2 separate regions of the Sus scrofa genome follow, and region 2 is linked to region 1. The links are chromatin contacts, called in public Hi-C maps. All regions are on one chromosome and are shown on one strand. Each heading gives the region's core, a stretch centred on a gene start, on an enhancer-like site or on the middle of the called end of the contact. The rest is flanking DNA. Distances are from core to core; before and after follow the strand shown. Region 1 has its middle 360 kb from the start of KLF6. Region 2 has its middle 21 kb from the start of KLF6.

Region 1 (6,102 bases), core at 2,752-5,251:
CATTTTCAGTGCTATGGTTTTAAGTGTTTCAAAGCATCTCATTATTTGCAGAAACCACTACCTGGACCTTTCTCTTTGCGTGTCCTGCACACAGGCATGCACTTGGATGCACCTGCTCAGATCTACCTCCCTCTCTCTGGAGAGAGAAAACCGACTTTTATACACCAGCAAAAGGAGATCTTACTTCCTAGACGCGCACCTGCTAGCAGATGATTCTACGCACACGTCGGCCTTGAGCCTGGGTTTGAAATTGGAAGGTTTGTTTCAAACCGAGGCTTGTGAAAATGGACAGAGAAATGAACTGACTTTTCTTCCCCTCACCTCCTGTAGAAGGACATACTGTTTTTCCAGCACAGCAGGAAAAGGTTATATTATCAACAGAGGTGCTGTGACCATTCTTATTAAGCTCTTAAGTATTCAGGTTTTCTTGAGTGGCTTTTATATGCAAGGCTTGCAGAATATGATGAAACATAAATATTTACATAATAAAACATCCTCTTGCTTTAGAAAAGTCTGTTATGAAGAACAGAGAGCCAGACATTCAACCCCACCCTGACAGCTTTGGTAATACATCCTTTAATTATCTTCATCCTATTTCCTTTTTCTCTCCTGAGATTTTCCCTTCCAGAGCTCAAAACTGGCCCAAAGCCACCTGGGACTGTAAACATCTTCCCCGAGGATGTTTTACCCTGGGCTGTTAGATGCCTTCCGTGCAATCGGCTCACGGGAATCAAGCCTCCACCCACCCAGCTGCTGCCTGATGCACTGAACCCGGTGTAATGAAGGGGTCTAGACTGCCCTCCGCCTTATTTCTGTGAACCCCTGCTTCCTTCCTTTCCATCGCCTGAAGGGTGGGTTCCTACCCATGTTTCTGTCCTTTTACTTTCTTGGCCCGCTCCCATCTTAGGCTGAGTTGCTCAGGAGACCTTGGGGCCAGGTATTTATTGTAGAAATTCTGCGGGGAGAAACCAACTGGTCTGTGAGTGAGGGGCTCTCAGAAGGAGCAGGGTATGGGTGAGGCGCACACGCTCATGACCCCACAGTGGGGCGTCTGTGCTCTGGGTCAGCTCAGTCCCGGGGGTGGGGGGAGATGTGGGCTCCGGGCAGGGCAGCCCTAGGAAGAGGGTCCTTAAGCTGCCCAGCACAGAGGGGCCGGAGACTCATGGCCTGCTGGTGACAGGGCTGGGGCTCTGACGGCAGGACGGGGTCTGCCCGCTCTCTGTTGGAGTCTCTTCGGTTGGCCAACACATCCACTTTGGGCTCTTTTTTCACTCAGTAAATTCCTTCGTGATAGTGCATTTTACCTTATATAGAAGTGCAGTGCGAGAACCCTCTCCTAGTATCTCATATTTAACGTGGACCGTTCATCCGTCATGCTTCTATTTATAGCATTTCCCCCCAGGAATGTGTAACAAAACTCAGAAAACTGTAAGAAGGCTGAAAAGTGCTCCTGTTTTTATCCCAGCCGCCAACACCAATCTACTAAAATAAGGGCACAAATGATGTTTAAAGTTTAGCTTGTAAATTTTCTTTGAAAAATAGAGAAAGGACGATGAGCAGGAAGAGCAAGGCAGAGATTTTTTTCTAATTGGATGTTGACGACAAATTGAAGACGTCGTCTTGAGGAGATGGAGAAAGTGGGGAAGACTCGATGTTCATTGCGCGTCTCCTGAGTGGGTGCACAGAAGGGACCCCGTTCAGTCGGCACACCTCTCACGGGTGAATTGAACTGAACTCTCTCTTTCCTTGAGGAACAAACTAAGGTTTAAATTAAAGAGCGGGTCCAAAGTCACATAGCTTGTAGGAAAGAAAGTGAGATTCAGATCTGGGTTTTCCTTGCTCAAAAGCGGCAATTTGTGCTTTTTACACTATTTGCATCGTAAATAACTCATGGAGAGGAAAATAGATACTGAAAAGACAAAAAAAATATATCACCCCAGAGCCAAGTTTTTGAGTCTTGTTGCTTTGCCCAAACCAAAATAAACTAGGTACCTAAAATAACCTTTAGTTCTGTCAAACTGACAGAATCTTTAGTTCTGTCAGAACGATCTACTTAAAATCATGTGTTTTTACCATAAAATACGATAATCCCTGAGCCATGATTGAGAACTGTGTTACACACACTTTCATTAAGCAAAAAATTATTAGGCATTTACTGTGTCCTCTGGGGAGTAGGGATAAGAGGACGATGAAGCAGGATCTCTGCCATCAAAAGAGCTTAGTCTGCAGGAGTTGGAACCCAGTCCGTTCACTGAAATGCTGTAGGCTGAGACCGAGGATGCGCTTTGTGCTGGCAGAGCGCTAGCAAAGGAACGGGCGGGTCTGCGTGGAGTGACTAGAGGGTGGTGTTTACTAAAGTTTTACGGGGGAAAAAAGCGAGTCCTCTGACCACCTCGAGGAGGAGGAGAACCTGTAGGCGGGGTTCAGCTTGACTCGTGTCCAGAATTGGAAGTGGGCACGGCCCGTCCTGGGGCCGCCGTTCGACAGGGCACAGCAGTAACGGTCCCATTCAGTCTGTAGCCAAAGGAGTTCATTACGTAGACTGCCCAAAGGGGGATAATTTGCCTTTTTTTTTTTTTTTTTTGGTCTTTTTGTCTTTTCTAGGGCCCCTCCTGTGGCACATGGAGGTTCCCAGGCTAGGGGTCAAATTGGAGCTGTAGCCACCAGGCTACACCACATGCACAGCAACGCTGGATCCGAGCCGCATCTGCGACCCACACCACAGCTCACGGCAATGCCAGATCCTTAACCCACTGAGTGAGGCCAGGGATCGACCCCACAACCTCATGGTTCCTCGTCAGCTTCGTTAACCACTGAGCCATGACGGGAACTCCGATAATTTGCTCTTTTGTATATGTTTGTTTATCAAACTATTGAAGTAAAAACACCTACAGGAAAGTGAACAGGTTATGTGAACAGCTGACTGAATGTCACAAAGGGCACTGTCCTGTGTCACCACCAGGCCAACAAAAGGCACGTGGTGGAGCTCCCACTGTGGCTCATCCAGTTAAGAGCCTAACGTCCATGAGGATGTGGGTTCAATCCCTGGCCTCGCTCAGCTGGTCTGGCATCCAGTGTTGCTGTGAGCTGTGGTGTAGGTCACAGACGTGGCTCGGATCCCGTGTTGCTGTGGCTGTGGTGTTGGCTGGCGGCTACAGCTCCGATTAGACCCCTGGCCTGGGAACCTCCATATGCTGCGGGTACAGCCCTAAAAAGACCAGGAAGAAAGCACACTTTCTCCCATCACCCCGTCGCCACATCCTCAGGGGCATACATTGGCCATGCACTGAGAAAAGACACCGAATCGTGACCAGCAGCTGATAAGGGCCACGCAGGGCTGCGCCTCTGGGTGTGAGGTGTCCCCCATGTGGGCGCTGTCGGCCCGCCTGGTGGATCGGCCAAGCCGGGGCTCCTCAGACCCAAGGATCGGAGTCGCCAGCCCCTTTCCCTGTGCGCAGAGGCAGTGTTGGGAGGGTTTTACCGCAAGGGCCCAGGCGAAGGCAGGTTTCCAAGATTCCTCTGCCTGGCGAGGATGCAGAGCACACACAGGGCCTCTCAGCCTCTGTACTGTTGATACTTTGGAGCAGCGGTGCTTGGCCAGGGGGTGCTGTCCTGGGCACCTTAGGATATTTAGCAGCATGCCCTGCCTGCTGGATGCCGGTCATGTGTTCCCCGGGTGTGACAGTCAAAAACGCCTCGGGACATCGTGACTGCCCCTGGGTGGCAGGCACATCACCACCATTGAGAAAGGCTGCTTTGGGAGACGCTTCCAGTGATGGAGGGATTTATTTTGGACAGGAAAACATTTCCTACCTCCCTTTTCCACTTTTTAATAAGTTGCTGCCACATGGAGCCCAAGGAGAGCCTCAGCTGGTTTCTTAGTTTTGTGAATTCTCCCTCCTCCGTTTGCAAAGTCCGGAAGGGCTGAGAGCTGGCTCTTGTGTTCAGCGTCCAGCCGCGGAGCTGAGTTTTTGCAAAGCTGGACGGAAAGGGCGCCCCGAGTCCCTTGGTTGGACCCAGGGGCCGTTTCCAAGATACTTTACATCCGTGTGGGGAAAATTGCATCAGAATAGTCCACATAAAAAGGCCGAGCTGCATGACTCATTTCGGAAGAGTCGTTCAAAAAGTGAGCCCTGGTTTAAAAATTCCCATTTTTATTTTTATCCAGGACTCTGATCCTTCCCTCTGGAGATAAATGATTCCCTCTCAGAGGGGAAATCAGAAACAGTTTAATCTTGGGCTGCCATTGCTCGAAACTATTCCACCTCTGTGAACTCATTTCGTATTTTAAGCTCTCAAAAAAGAACGGAAGGATTTAGCAAACTCCCACGTGACCGCGTGCTGCTAAGGGAACAACTTGTCATTTGAAAATTGTCTACCTTTCTGAGAAGACACCCAGTATCACCTGCCTTGGGACAGACACAGAGCAGGGCACACTGTGCTTTGATCTAGTCCAATATTTATCATTCAATGAGCACAAGTATTTATTCATTTATGGAAAATACTTTTATTGGGACCACTTTTGCCTAGAAATTATCACCAACACTGGGGATGATTCTTTGAATGAAGGTGAAATGCCTTCGGTGGGTTGGGAACAGAAATCCTTGCTCAGAGGCTGGGGCGCTCCTCTGTGAAGGTCGCAGTATGGGGGTTCAGGGCCTGGCAAGGCTCTTGTGGAATCCAAGCAGGAAAAGCTGGCCAGACAAATGTGGGGGCAAGAGTTTTGGGCAAACCCCACAGGTGCCACCGTAAAGGTGTCCCCATTGTAAGGGTTAGGGTTTGGGTTAAGGTTAGGGTTTGGGTTAGGGTTTGGGTTAAGGTTAGGGTTTGGGTTAGGGTTTGGGTTAGGGTTAGGGTTTGGGTTAAGGTTAGGGTTTGGTTTAGGGTTAGGGTTTCCGTTAGGGTTAGGGGTTGGGTTAGGCTTAGGGTTAGGGTTTGGGTTAGGTTTCAGGTTAGAGCAGCACTTGCTTAGGGAGCAAGTACCGTATTTTGCATTTCTTTTGCTGGTACAGATGCTGTCGGTGACAATCTGCTCCATCACCTGCACAGAGTAACGTCTTCTTAGAGCAGATTTTTATTTTGGGGGCCACATCCATGGCATATGGAAGTTCCCAGTCTAGGGGTCAAATCAGAGTTGTAGCTGCCAGCCCTCGCCACAGCCACAGCAACAGCAAATGTGAGCGCATCTGTCACCTACACTACAGCTCATGGCAACACCAGATCCTTAATCCACTGAATGAATCCAGGGATCGATCCTGTGTCCTCACGGATACTAGTCAGATTCGTCTCTGCTGATCCAGGACGGGAGTTCCTTCTTAGAACAGATTTTTAACATCTTCCCTACATCAGAATGCTGGTGGTTTTTTGGGGATCAGTAGTCAGCAAGTCTGGATGTTGCTGTCACAACCTAGGCAGTTGGTCCCCGACTCTTCCCAGGCCATTGGCTTTCTGTGTTCAGCCTCAAAGCAAGAACAGCACTGGGAACGCGCCAGGCACCCCGGCCATCCTGGTTGGGCTTCCCTCTCCTCTCGGGGCTCTTCCCCCCCAGGCCCTCGGGCAGTGACCTGGGAAGGCCAGGGAGATCACGGTGCCAGAGGGGAGTCACCGAGTGAGACCTGCTCACCTGCAGGGCAGGCCTGCCCCTCCGCAGGCCGCAGCGAGATCTGCGAAGCTGGTCCTAACCAGCCCAATAGCCCATTGTGACCTGTGCTGACTGACCCCCAAGACATGCCACTTTCCCAGGGACTTTCAAGTACATTGTCACAACTCCGAAATAGCCACAGGATCGGTTCTATTCCTATATTTGAGTTGAGAACACCAAAGTTTCTTAAAATTATGCATATTTTATATTGATAAAAATAGTGCATGTAGCTGTAGAACCATCACACCGGGTAGCTAATCAATCAAGATAATAATAGAGCGATAGTACATGTTATTCAGTCTTAAGCGGTGCCTGTAACCACATCGAACAATAAATATGAAGTCAGAACAGCTCAAGTTGCAAACTTGAAACGCTCCAAGAAAGTATGGTAATAGCAAAGCCCATGAAGAATATACGTGTGGGGTCAAAGCAGAGCCTGCGGGACCGAGGGAGATGTGTGG
Region 2 (6,371 bases), core at 2,257-4,756, 340 kb after region 1:
CTGCATAGAGTTTTATGAAAAAGTCAGAAAGGGCCTGGCTTCTGCTCTCCAGCTCAGCGGGAGAGCTCAGGTGCGCTTGTGTCACAAGCCAGGGGCTTTCCTGACTCCGCTGCAGGTCCCTTCCGTCAGCCGGTGCCTTGTCCCACGTGCTTTCACACGCAATCCGCTGTCCACTACAGTAGAGCCCAGGTTAGAAGGTTGTGTCAGACGAGGGATTAGCTGTGTGTGGAGACGGCCCTCAAACAGCCTTGGTGATGAAGAGACTCAGTTTCTGAAAGGCAGGTCATTGGGATTTTAATACGTCCCAGCACCTGTCAAGAAAGCTGCAGGTGTGACAGATTCCCGCCAGTTAAGAAGTAGCAGTAATGATCCACATGCGGACAGAGACTCACAAGCAGGACCCGAACCGAACCGAACCTGTCGTGTCTCCCTTCCCTCCGATCGGCCGTCGTTCTCCAACCTTCCGCTGCACCGCCACACATGAGACCCGCAGACAAGCAGCCCTGGGCAGTGTCTGCTGCTGTCTGCAAACTGAGTTGCAGGATCGAGGGAAATATTTTCAAGGGAGGATAATGAGCGGTAGAATATATTTACCCTGCAGGTGCACGTGCTGGGAAAGGAATGCTGCCCCTCATTGTGAAGTTCGGAAGCAGGTGCAGGAAACAAGGATGAGTATTTTTTATCGCAACTGTGTTCCCGCGCCAGAGTGTAAGTGACGTGACCACAAGTGTGACCCCACGCGGGGAAGGGAAGCTCTTTCCAACTGAGACCAATGACATGTCCACCAGCCCGCGTGCGTTTCCCGAGCAGTGGAATCTTCTCCCTCGTGATCTCTTTACAGACGGGTCCCCTGGTTTCTGCGGGGGGACAGTTGCACGTCCCAAAACTTTAAGATCACAGGCACATGGGGATGGTCAGTCGTGAAGACCCCTGCGCTTTCAGCTGCAGGTTTTTGTCCGGCTGGTTGGGACTCCTTCCTGCACCGAGGTGGGGGGGACTCTCCAGGAGGGACAATGACGTCACAGCGGCCTGAGCCAGCTCATCCGCCTTCCGGTTCCGGAACTTGGCTTGGGGTCGGGACCGTGCTCAGCACAGACAGAACTGAACCCTTCTCGTGGGTCAGAAGCCCCGAGTGCATGTTCCCTTTGGCTTACTTTAGCTCTGTTTTTCTCGGGTGCTTGCCAGTAAACAGTTCTCCAGACAGACTCCCAGGCATTTGGTTCTTGAGAAGAAACATGAGAGAGAAGCACGATGTGCTGGTGAAGTCGAGCCTCTCAGGTCCCTGCCCTCCCTGGGGTCGAAGAAGGACAGAGAGCAGGCCCTCCGCGGCCTCGGCTTCAGTCCTGTAAGACTCAGGTCTAGGGCTGGACAAATCGGTGAGCCTCCAGGCCAGAGCATTCTGAAGCTGATGCGTGAGAAGACACGAAGAGCTGGAAAATCCCACTTCGATGTTTATATTCCCACCAAAAAGCAAGCCCAGGGCACCACTGGGAACCTCTCCAGAGCTAATCTGGTGGTGGTGGCGGGGGCACCCTTTCGTATGGGCAATCGGAAAAGCGCTACCCAAAACGTAACTGTGATTGGCACATAGTGCCCCCCTATCTGATATACCGGCCACTTCCATGTTCCAATGCGTTGTTCCTCTTTGGGCAAAATTCCTACGTGTTGCAGTGTCATGTCTAAGCCGGCCGACAGTAACACCAAGGATAAATGCATCACCGAACTTGAGAAGTGTGTAACAGAGTTTAACAAAGGCACCGATCCTTTTACCCTTCTGCCACCATGGGGTGGGGTCCGTGCCTCTCCTTTTGACCCTGGTGATGCGTGATGTCTCCGACCACAGCTTACGATGATCATGAGCCTGCAGGACCTCGGAAGTGCATCTGAGAAGGTCATGCACCCCAGTGTGGTTTGCTCAGAACGTCCGCCCTGGGGAGGCTGGAAGTCTAGCTCTGCAGGGCCTGCTGTCCTGGGGGGACACCTGCAACTGCTCCAGGCAGCAGCCCCGGCTGAGCTGGTGGCCAGCGTGCAACCCTGAGCCACCTGAACCTCCAGCCCGGTTGGCCCTCGGGGAACAGCAGCCCTGGCCAATGTCCAGCTGCAAGGGCATGGGGGGCCCCGTGGGAGCTCCGCACGCTGGAGCCCACCACAAATTCCTGGCCCCCAAAGTCGCCAGAAAAAGCTGCTACAGGTGAGAGTCCCCTGTGTCAGGGCAGCGGTGTTTGACCGTCTACCGTCAAACAGACGTAGACCCAGGAGCACAGCAAGGATGCTCCTTTAACTGAGGTGACTCCAGAGCCACCAGTGGGTGCCCGTGGCATCCAGCTCCCTGCATCTCTTTTAAGCAAACATGGCATTTGGGCAGAACAGGTAAAGGCAGCAGTGCTCTTCCTAGAAAGTGTCAGCGTGAGCCTGGCTTAATTCTGCAGCCACCTGTCCTGCAGCTCCAAGGTCAAAGCGACCCACGGCAGAGGTGGGTTCTCCTCTTGATCCCAACGACCAGGGCTTGGGGCTGCATCCTTTTGAAGGTGTAACAAACGAAGTCACTGAAGCCTGCCGAGCACGCTCACCGGCAGATGTTCACGAAACCCACACAGAGGTGCATTTTTCACCGCGTGATTCACACTCGAGTGAGGAAGCGTGTAAGGAAAACCAGATCCGTAGACGCTTTTAAAATAGTCCCTTTTTTCTCTGCATCTTCGCAGGGACTCAGAGGAAAACAGGAAACTCCTGTGTTCATCGGCTCTGCACGAGAAACTTGGGCAGCAAAGACCTGGCTGTGAGGAAGGTAGCAGAGGTCTCCCAGGGCGCCTCAGGCTGTACCTAAGTCACATCGGGAAATGGCCTGAGGATTCCCTTCTGCTCCAGCACCGAGAGCGTGTGACTCAGATGCTCCACAGATTAAAACTGAATATAGTGGTAGCGTTTTATTTTATTTTTATTGCTTTTTAGGGTTGTACCTGCAGCATATGGAGGTTCCCAGGCTAGGGGTCGAATCAGAGCTGCAGCTGTGACCTACACCACAGCTCATGGCAACACCAGATATTAACCCCCTGAGCGAGACCAGGGATTGACTCCGTATCTTCATGGATCCTAGTCAGGTTCATAACCCACTGAGCCACAGCAGGAGCTCCTAATGATAATGGTTTAAGTGCCCCTGTGAATCTGGCCAATGGCACCAAATTAAGCTGTGGAACTGCCCAACCACAGAAGGCAGGTGGTCCAGGTTCCCAGCGCAGAGCAGGTAGGGCCTGATGTGTCCTGAGGGCAGGAATTGTCTGGGTCAAGACGCAACGGGGTCCGTTAGGCTCCTGCTCAGGGGGGTCAACAGCCCTCAGGCCTGCGACCGGGCACTGAAAGTTACCAGCTCCATGTTTGGAGGTTTGTCTATTTCCAGTCAAGCCCTGGGTTTCTCTCACACGTAAAGGGGGAGCCATTCCACACAAGAGGGGATGCCTTTTAATTCCAACAGAGCATGTTTCTGCCCAACCCAAGGGCAGCCAGGACTGGGATGCCCCTGCATGTGGGCCCTGCCATTGTTGAAAGCCAGCGGTGAAGCCCTTATCATCGGCTATAGGCAGACTCACAGCATGTGTGCTCTGCGTCACCTCCCAGCACAGCTGGTGGCTGTGGGAAGCAGGCCTGGGCAGATGGAGACGGAGGCTCTTGGTGGAGAAGTGAGAGCCCCAGGCCAGAAAGTAAACTTGCACCTGCCCCATGACAGACTCTCAGACAGAGCTGCTCTCTTTAGTTACCCCCCCACACGCGGTCACTTCCAGGTGGTTCCCTGCCAGGCATAAAAGGGGGCAGCAGGAGAGAGAGGTCCCTGAGGGTGTTGTTTTGGTCCATGCTCTAATCCAAGATGGTGAATGGCCACTGAGAGGGACCCCAGCACGTAGGTTATGAGTGTTTATGGAACATACAGCATCTACGGGGAATACGCTGATGCCCCCCAGTCCTCCACGCAAGTCGAGAAGGAGCTGATCCAGGAGCCCAGATGGCAGGTAAGCCCGTCAGAGCTCTAGAACAGGTGTCCTGGTGAGTCCACCTTTGAGTTTCGAGTCAACCTCAAGCCCATTCTGTAAATAAACAGCTCAAACAAAACAAAACAAGAAAGGAGTTCCCGCCATGGCTCAGCAGTAACGAACCCGACTAGTATTCATGAGGATGTGTTTTTGATCCCTGGCCTCGCTCTGTGGGTTAAAGATCCGGTGTTGCCATGAGCTCAGGTGTACGTCGCAGATGCAGCTCAGGTCCTGCATTGCTGTGCCTGTGGCGCAGGCCAGCCACTAAAGCTCCGGTTCAACCCATAGCCTGGGAACCTCCATAGGCCACATGCGCCGCCCCAAAAAGCAGAAAAAAAAAAAAAAAAAGCTCAAACAGGAATCATAAATAAAAGGGAAAGAAACACTGCTGTTCTTTCCTATACTTTTAGATGTACGGGAAAGTTTATTTTAATTAATTGATGTTCACAAAGATTTTTTAAAAATTAGTGTTTATAGAAGTTCCCTGGTGACTCATCGGAGGAAGGATCCAGCCTTGTCCCTGCTGTGGCTCAGGTCGCTACTGTCGTGTGGGTTTGACCCCTGGCCCAGGAACTTCTGCATGCCATGGGCAAGGCCAAAAAAATTTTAGGTCAATAAATAAACAAAATTAATTAATGCCCACAAGTATATTTATCGTAAAGCCCAGCAATATCCGTGTTTAAGGAATCTGAGGTCACACACACTACGAGTAGAGTCCCAACCATGACAGAATTTCAGAGAGGGGTGGCTTTCTCACATTACAACCCAGCCCCACACGAATTCTGTTCAGCCCTCCCAAAGCACCGTATTATCCCGGAGGAGAATTATTGCAGGAATGAGAAGGGTTACTATGGTGATGGGGGGGGGCTGTGTCAATAAAACAAACCCAAGCCACCGATGTAGAGGAGGATGGCATTTGAAATGTCCTGATAACCATCTGCACGATGCCAGGTGACCAGCACAGGGAAGGGGCCCGTTTGCCAGCACAACCAGGAGCCAGCAGGTCATGTGTACTTTGGGATCCCAGGGGATCTGCAATTGCCACTCACTCAAAAACGCCCAGTACATATTTGCCGATGAGTCTGTGTGATAGATTTTTTCTTTTGACTCCAGGTGGGAAGAATGGCTGCATCCGTGCGGGACTCTCCTAATCACCGGTGTCATGAATACAGGACCCCTACTTTCGAAAGTATATGCTACATACCAGCTAAGAAGGTCCCAATTATTTGCCTTTGGGACTTGAATTTCAGAAATGATGATTTCTCCGTCTAGAAGAAGAACTCAAGTATTACACCTGTGACTACTGTATATTGGAAAGTCGCTTTGGGAGGGGGTCTTGGAAGTTCTCATCACACGAAAACAAAATCTGTCATGGTGGATGCTGACGGATGATAACCGGACTTAGTTGTGGCTCTCACGTTGCAGTATACACACGGATCAGCTCATTACACTGCACCTCTGAAGCCAGTACAGAGCGGAATGTTATAGGTCCATTGTATCTCAGTTTTTTTTTTAACTTTAAGAAAATAAATTGGGGGGAAACTCCAATTCTCAGGACATTTTTTTTCCACTTCTGCCTCTTTGTAGAATCGAAGAATACAAGGAAAATCTCTTTTTTTAAGCAGAGGTTTTTGTTCAGTAAGTTGTACATTTTACCAGGACAGATTCCACGAGCCACGGAGCACGCCCCCATCTGGCCTATTCCAAGCGGGAGACGCGGTTCAAGGAGAACCCGGGTGGGGGCCTGAGGAAGGTGCCTTGTCTTCAGCGGGGATGCCCTCCGGGCAGCCACTGTCCACACAGCTGGGAAAAGTGTCGGCAGAGAGGAGTTAAGGGAAGAACCCTCCGGGGAGACGCGTTTGGGTGGCAGAGAAGCTGCAGGCTGGATGGCCTAGGGCACCTCTCCCGACCCACCCACGGTGGAGGAGGAGGGCTGGACGCGGACACCGGTTGGAGGTTAAAGTCCTCAAAATATCTCGGAACCTCCTGAGGCTCTCAGCACTGCGGCCCCAGAGGCATCTCCAGGGGGGCAAGGGGCTGATCTTCAAAGGGAAAGGTTGCTGGGCTGAGTTAGGAGGACGCTCCTACCTAAACAAAGGTCCCCTCTCTCCTCCACACGGTGTCTCCAGATAGGTGATTTTTAACATTTTGACAAAACTGATGGCAAAGAGATAAGAGCAGGGTGCTGAAATCTGCTGCTAAAGTCCCATAACCGACCTCTGCCTGCAAGGAGCCCGCAGCACCTCCCCAGGACAACAGCCCAGCTCGCTGTGCCTCCCGCGGCCTTCCCACCGCAGCCCCACCCTGAGGTTGGCCGCCTGGAGGCTGAGCCTAAGCACAGGAGCC

What was found. A called contact is a pair of places that touch in the nucleus more often than the background predicts.
Region 2: a contact with region 1 is called in a Hi-C map of retroperitoneal adipose tissue, with 2.4 times the contacts expected there. The contact joins two enhancer-like sites. A contact is called at or near these places in 5 of 47 Hi-C or Micro-C datasets (mesenteric adipose tissue, retroperitoneal adipose tissue, skeletal muscle and 1 more) and 2 of 2 datasets of contacts at active chromatin or transcription factors (alveolar macrophages and skeletal muscle).

The regions. Positions count from the first base shown.
Region 1 is chr10:66,127,935-66,134,036 of Sscrofa11.1, forward strand. No RefSeq gene overlaps it. Among named protein-coding and RNA genes, the nearest start is that of KLF6, 360 kb to the right of the region's middle. Within about 2 kb of position 4,002, at least 16 of the 83 cell types and tissues checked have an H3K27ac peak or open chromatin away from gene starts, as enhancers often do. A contact at or near this core is called in retroperitoneal adipose tissue, where this site is marked.
Region 2 is chr10:66,464,470-66,470,840 of Sscrofa11.1, forward strand. No RefSeq gene overlaps it. Among named protein-coding and RNA genes, the nearest start is that of KLF6, 21 kb to the right of the region's middle. Within about 2 kb of position 3,507, at least 2 of the 83 cell types and tissues checked have an H3K27ac peak or open chromatin away from gene starts, as enhancers often do. A contact at or near this core is called in retroperitoneal adipose tissue, where this site is marked.